2 separate regions of the Mus musculus genome follow, and region 2 is linked to region 1. A link is a contact called in public HiChIP or PLAC-seq data. All regions are on one chromosome and are shown on one strand. The core of a region is the stretch at or near the end of the contact, and the rest is flanking DNA. Distances in the headings are between cores, read along the strand shown.

Region 1 (3,408 bases), core at 864-3,363:
AGCTCCAAGAACAGAGGTGTCTCTGGGGACCAGTGAACTTGGATGCCAGAGGGATCAGGAGGGTAGCCGGGGGTGGGGTGGAGGAAGCTGAAAAGCAGGGATAAAATCTGGAGCAGCAACAGGGGTCCCCGCTTCATGACAGAGTAACAGGATGTGCACGGACAGACACAGAGAGGAGCTGTCCTCCCTCGGGGACACCCACAGCACCAGCCAGTCCCCTAGGTGCCCGTGCAGCCGGTGATTACCACCAGGCTTCTGCAAGGAGGCCCAGCCTCATCTTGGATGCCAGGGCCATGCTAAGTGATGCAGGGCTCCCTAGATCCTCCACATCCCACTGCTCTGGGAAAGCCAGGAGGGGGAGGGGCGGGTAACTCAGGCACCTGCTCCTGGAGGGTGTGATTTTTATAGGGACTCTCACAGGCATGGCCTCCCTGAGAAGGGAGGGGCCGTCCCTAGTTTTATGACTTTCCCTCAGACTAATCTCTAACACTCGAGGGATCCTTTTTTAGCAGTTCTTAACCTTAAAGCTAATGATTTTCCCCCGTGGTGTGGAGGATTACTGTGGCCCCTGTTCCCTAATGTCGAAGGCTCATAATGATCCCTCCATCTCTTAATAAATTTAACTCAATCCGACTTTGAAGCTTTAAAAAGCAACAGCCCAAAAGTCCCAGCTTCCTGGAGCAGTAACTCACGGCCTTCAAAGGCCCCGCATGCTCCACCCGGCGAGGAGCCCCAGCCTACAGATCTGGTTCATGGTGCCCTGAACAAACTATTCCATCTGTGTGCAGCACCGACTGTCAGCTGACCCCACCCCACCAGCCTCCCAACATCCTCCTACCACAGGTCACTTAACAACCTCCCTAATAACCTCTCAGACTTGAACAGGACTCACACTACAAAAGGCCTTGCCATTTCAGGTAGGCTGAGAAGCTCTCAGTTAGGACAAAGGGGAGGTTCTGGCCTGGTAGATAGAGCCTCAGTCTCTGCATCTTTGGTTTCCAGCCAGCTTGCTAACCCTAATGGCTTCCCACTGAAGAGGCAGGCGCTTGCGGGGCAGAGCAGTTAATGCACGCACAGGGCTCTGCCCCGGTCCTAAGTCACTACAGTCACCACGGAGGTGCTCACGGGAGAGCCAAGGAGGAGAAACGCTGACCGCCAACCGCCGCTCAGCCAAGGAGTAGCTGACCTTTGAGAAGGATCTGACGGTGCCCGGTGCCCGTGATTATGCCTGGCTTAGCAGTTCCTCGGCCACATGGCCAGAGAGTCCTGGCTGCTGTCCCCGCGCACTGTGGCAGCCAAGCGTGTTTAGTGAACCCAGCAGAGTGATAAACTATGTTAGTGTTAATACCTCTGATCCCCACCCCCTCTTCAAGTGTTGGTATTTTAAGCATCCTTTTGATGTGCTACAAGCCCTTAATAAGAACAATCCAATAAACACACTGGGTTTAAGGCAGAAATGTTAGCACAAGTCCCAGGACTCTGATCCCTTCTGCTTGGTGGACTACCCCTCCAGAAATATGTCACATGCAACCTGATAAGTAGGTGTGTTGAGGTGGGGGTGGGGTGGGTAGGTGGCTCGGAGAAATGCCCTGGAGGCTCAGTTTCAGCCTTGACTGGATCTAGCTACAGTCTGGCTCCAGCTAATACCTAGTTAGATCACCTCAAACATTTTCCAAAACAGCCCTGGTTTCCTGGGGCCGATGGATGCAGCAGTTCGTTTGTTTATCTGGGGCGAGCAGTGGCTTGTGGAGAGGGCCATATTGTTCCTCCACTGGCAAGTTCCTCTGTGGCTTTGACACATGGCTCCCTCAGGACTTCCCCAGTCTCCTAGGACTAGGGGCTGGGCCAGCAGGGGCTCTCAGGAATGTCTATTGTGTCAGATAAGGGGTGGGTAGATGGCCCTGCCCACTGTGGAGGTAGGAAGAAAACACATTTACTCCCGTGTCACTTGTGGGCCCTGGGTCCTCAGAGTCAGTCTGGCGGGCTGCAGGGCTGGGCGGGGGAATGGCTGACAGCTTGGTTATTGGAAAGCTCCCATCCTTGGCCTAGGGACTTTGTTTGGTTTCTATGGTGACCTTCACTACAAGGGCCTGACTAAAGCTGAAGGAATGTGTTACCTAAAACCATCTCCCTACAGTGCTCATGGTGGTCCATCCCTCCCCACCCCAGATTCCTCTCCCTCCTGGTCAGGCTTCTCAGCTGCTTCAAAGATGGGAAGGACCAGCAGAGACAACTCTGGGCCTGCTGAAATTCTCCCATTCCCCACAGGAAGCCTGTGGGCCGCCTGGCCGTGGGCCTCCTGGTACATGTGTCCAGGGCTTAGTGGAAAGCCCAGAGGGTTTCAGGAAGCTGCTAGGGATATCTGGTTCCCATCACACCAGGTTCATACTGTCCCCGTGGAGGAGTCAGTCTGCCTCCTCACGTTTCTGCATTTTTAAACCTGAGCCGGGCTAACCGAAGGCCGTCCCTCAGCACGGGCCGGGCATCAAGACCCCTGCACTTGGCTTCCTAATCCCCAAGTAAGAAGGGTCTTCAGAAGCTGGACTCACCAGAGGCCGGGTTCTACCTTGCGTGCCCGTGTGGGGACAGTGACTGCTCCCCTGTGTCACTCACAGCCCAGCCTCATCCGGATCCCCTTCCTTCAAGCTCCTGGCTCACTCACTAAACATTGTCAGTGCCAGGTGTCGACGGAACTTTGTGGCCTCCCCTCCACACCGGGACCTCAGACACAGAAGTCCACCAACCAGGGACCTTCAGTCCGTGTCTCAGCACACTTGAGAAGCAGAAGAGTCAGGGCAGGTTGTTAAATTTATTTTATTTAAAGAGGAACACATTGCTGCCGGTGGCACCTAAGTGATAAACGTGACTCAGGGCAGTGACCTGACTTGGCTCTCCTACTAGGATAAACTTAGAAGATGGGAGTCTGCTTAGCGGTCAGCATCCTCCTTTGTCTAGGCCTCTCCCAAACAGTAGCAGGCAAAGCAACCATCCCTACACTGACCTGCTGGCTTCTGTCCTCCATGTGCGACAGTCCTTGGGTCCACTGAACTGACTGATGACTCTGCAGGAAAGGGGGCGCCTCTAGAAGGCCTGGCCACCAGGATAGCCGCTGCAAGGTGGCTTGGTGGGAGACAAGCCATGTCACAGGCCTGAGAATACACTTTGCTGGGGCTGATGAGGCCAGGCCGTGGCAGGTTGGTCTGTTGTTTTGCTGAGCAATATTTACTGGACTGGTGGTTTAATTAGTTGCTAGCAACAGCTGGAGTCCCATACGGCCTGCTCTTAGCACGGGGCCAGCTGGGGAAGCGGGACACGCAGCCGAAAAGCAGTGACATTTTTCAGTGATCCCTGACCTGTAATGGATTCAATGACATTTCCTGATAATCCATGGGTTTCTGTACCCCAGGG
Region 2 (3,352 bases), core at 595-3,094, 320 kb before region 1:
TGCAGAAAACTATGAAAAACCAACAGAACCCTACCCACGCCCATCGGCTGGGATCCAGAAAGCTGCCAAGAGCTTACTCTTCACTGCACTGTTGGGAGGAACCGGTACAGATTCGAGGAAATGTAGATTCCAGTAACAGCTCAGCTGGGCAAGGTGGTGAAAGCCTGTAGTCCCAGGAGGCAGTGGCAGTGTAAGTGACAACCTGGTAAACCTACTGAGTTCCAGGTCAACCAAGGCTAAAGAGTGAGACCGTGTCTCCAAAAACCAAGCCAAAACAAACTCCAGGGACAAGGAGCTAAATGAAATGTGGGAAATCCACACAATTATTTAGCAACCAAAAGGAACGAAGTGCTGATGACAGAGATAAGCCTTGAAGCTCTTCATTTACATGCTACATCCCAGAATATCCAGAGAAGGAAAACTAGAGGTCAGGACTGGGAAGATTGTGAGAGAACATTATTAATGGACACAACATTTCTTGTGTGTGTGTGTGTGTCACTCTTTAACTCAAGATAAAGAATAGCTGTCTAACAAAAACAAATTCAACTGGTTGTGAAGGCAGCAGACTATTACCTAGCACAGACCAGGCAGAAATACGATGTCTGTAACATCCATTTGCATATAACAGCATAAAGAATTAGAACTCATGCTGGGCGGTGGTAGCGCACGTCTTTAATCCCAGCACTTGGAAGGCAGGTGGATTTCTGAGTTCGAGGCCAGCCTGGTCTACAGAGTGAGTTCTAGGATAGCCAGAGCTATAACAGAGAAGCCCTGTCTCGAAAAACCAAAAAAAAAAAAAAAATTAGAACTCACAACTCCAAAGTATGATATAATGGACATTCAATGTAATTGAAAGAAAAAGCAACGGGGGTGGGTGGGGGAGAGGTTATTATGGTGATCAAATTAATCTTCCTAGGCCACAAATGAGTTCTGAAGCCTTTTAGGGAGAGATGATGCTGAGTGGTGAGAGCCAAGGTGGCAGAAAAAAAAAAGAAAGAAAGAAAGAAAGAAAGAAAGCTAGCTAGCTAGCTAGCTAAGCACAGCTTTCCAACTAGCTCAACCGCACTCAGCAAACAGTAGGGGATCCACAACTGAAATCCGGGCAGTTCAGCTCCAGGGCATATCCTAGGTCCTGACCACTTGGCGATACTGCCCTTCAGCAATGGTCCATCCCAGGTTCTCAAGCGAGACGGTTTAAAAAAAACAAAACAAAACACAGCCTATTGGCAAATGAGGGTGTCTTAAAGGAAGCTCTCAAAACGCCCTCCACTCCTCGCTCCTAGGCTGCGGGCTGTTATTGATTTGGAGGTACCCACGGTGACACAAGACTCTAATCCTATCAACTTGGGAGGCTGGAACTCGAGGCGTCCGAGGACAGCCTGGACTCGGCGGTGTGCAGCCGCCCAGCGCACTGTGCGGAAGCGAACCAAAACAAGATGCTAAACGCGTGGCCCGGGGAGGCAGCTCTCGGGCGGGGCGCTCCGCCGCAGCCCCACCGCTGCATGCGCCCAGGTTTCCGGCAACGCGGCCCCGAGCCGGCCCGGGCCCCGCCGCCGCGGCTGCCCTCACCTGCCGGCCCCATGTACTTGATCACGCCCTGGGTCTTGAACACCTCGCGGGCCGCCAGCAGCGCGTCCTCTCCGTGCGCCGTGTAAAAGTCGCCGCGGTCGAAGAGGCGCACCGTGGTGCTCGGCTTCTCCGGCATGCCCTCAAAGAAGCGCACGAAGCCCGCCTCGGCCGCGCCTTCCAACTGCAGCGTCTCCTTAGGCTGCACCGCCATTTCCGAGCCGCTCCACACCAACACCACTAGAGCACAGAGCGACCCTGCGCTGGCCGCGTCGTTTCCCGCCTCCCCAACCTCGCCCCCTAAACCTCGTCCGGCCTCTGTGGGCTCGCCCAATCACCATGCAGCGCTGCGCCCCGGTGGGTGGGAGTCTACCGCAGTAGCCAATCATAAGCGAGCAAGGTCCCAGCTTCCCGCGAACTCTAGGACTCTAGCTACTGCGCATGCGTCCGACTTCTGCAGCCTTGCAGGCCTTCCAGAGGCTGCGCTTTCAAGTCCGCCTGGTGGGTGGGTAGGTGTGCTAGGCGGGGTCAGCTAGGAATTTGTTTTATCAAGTGACCGGAAACGTAAGAGTGAAATCACAAAGAACTTGTAAACAAAGAACTATCTTTTTTCCCCCACCCAGCCTTGAGTGTGCGTTATACACTTGCAGTGCAAACTGCCATAGGTAAAATTTCAGGTATATTCTGCACAACCTCTTGCTGACCCAGTTTTGCATTTCGCCCATCGGTTGACGAATTCATCCAATAGACACTTGGCAAGCCGAGCGTGGTGGCGCATGCCCTTAATCCAAGCACTCGGGGGGGCCTCTGAGGCCAGCCAGGTCTACCAATCGAGTTCCAGGGAAGTCAGGACTACACAGAGAAACCTTGTCTGGTAAATAAATAAATAAAGGACAGATGGGGGCTCAGCACCTTGTCTGGTAAATAAATAAATAAATAAATAAACAAATAAAGGACAGATTGGGGGCTCAGCAGTTTCCTAACTTCCTAATGTTTTCATAGTCGCCTACCTTGAGTTCAGTCCCCATCACTAGTGTAGCTCATCATAACTGGTAACTCCAGATCCTCGGTGTGGGTGGAGGAGGTCAGGTGCAGACACTTATTAATTTAAAGAAAAAATATATATATTAAATGTGGAAACGAGTAGGGTGACACACACTTGAAACCCCAGCTCTCAGGAGGTCAGAAGGGCCAAAAGTTAAAAGTGGGTCTGGCAAGAAACACAGTACAGTATTATCCTTGGCTACGCAGCTGGAGGTCAATTTGGGCTACCAGAGACTGCATCCTAAATAAATAAATAAATAAATAAATAACCTGCTTTGGAGTTCTAAATAAATAAACATCCTGCTTTGGATTTCTGTGTAGCAAGACCCTGTCTCAATAAAGAAAAGGGTGGAGGCGGGGGAGGTAGAGAGGTTGCATCTGGTTTTTCTTCCGTGCTAGTGAATGGATGCAGACTGCACACTGTTTTAGAAGTAGATAAACAAACACACAGAAAGATGGAGACTAAGAGGTGTAAACCGACAGGAAAAACTGCAGGGTTATAAACATTCTTAAGGGCTAATTAACTGATTAAGATGTGATTGTAGGGAGCTGAAATATTGCAAGCCCTGAGCCAAATTATCTTGAGCTAATTGTAGTCCCCTAAAGAGCTACTATTGCCCACCTCTGTGTTTACCTTAACAACCTTGTGATTATCAAATATAATCTTTGTACAGACCCCTTAGTTTCTACGGCCTTGATTTAAAACTTTCTTTGTTCTGTTTCTATACAGTTTCTCGACGGC

Evidence for each region. HiChIP or PLAC-seq counts read pairs in DNA pulled down with a chosen protein or histone mark.
Region 2: a FOXA1 HiChIP or PLAC-seq map of pancreatic cancer cells shows a contact between it and region 1. The contact joins the promoter of Msh2 here to the enhancer-like site in region 1. A contact is called at or near these places in 1 of 39 promoter capture datasets (neural stem cells) and 3 of 115 datasets of contacts at active chromatin or transcription factors (embryonic stem cells, memory CD8 T cells and pancreatic cancer cells).

What each region holds. Positions count from the first base shown.
Region 1 is chr17:87,349,561-87,352,968 of GRCm38.p6, reverse strand. All of the region lies in intron 15 of Ttc7 (tetratricopeptide repeat domain 7), which reads right to left. Among named protein-coding and RNA genes, the nearest start is that of Gm52284, 44 kb to the right of the region's middle. Within about 2 kb of position 2,113, at least 158 of the 459 cell types and tissues checked have an H3K27ac peak or open chromatin away from gene starts, as enhancers often do. A contact at or near this core is called in embryonic stem cells and pancreatic cancer cells, where this site is marked.
Region 2 is chr17:87,671,024-87,674,375 of GRCm38.p6, reverse strand. It overlaps Msh2 (mutS homolog 2), which reads right to left and starts at 1,844. Exons shown (of 16, transcript NM_008628.3): 1 at 1,570-1,844. The coding sequence starts at 1,780.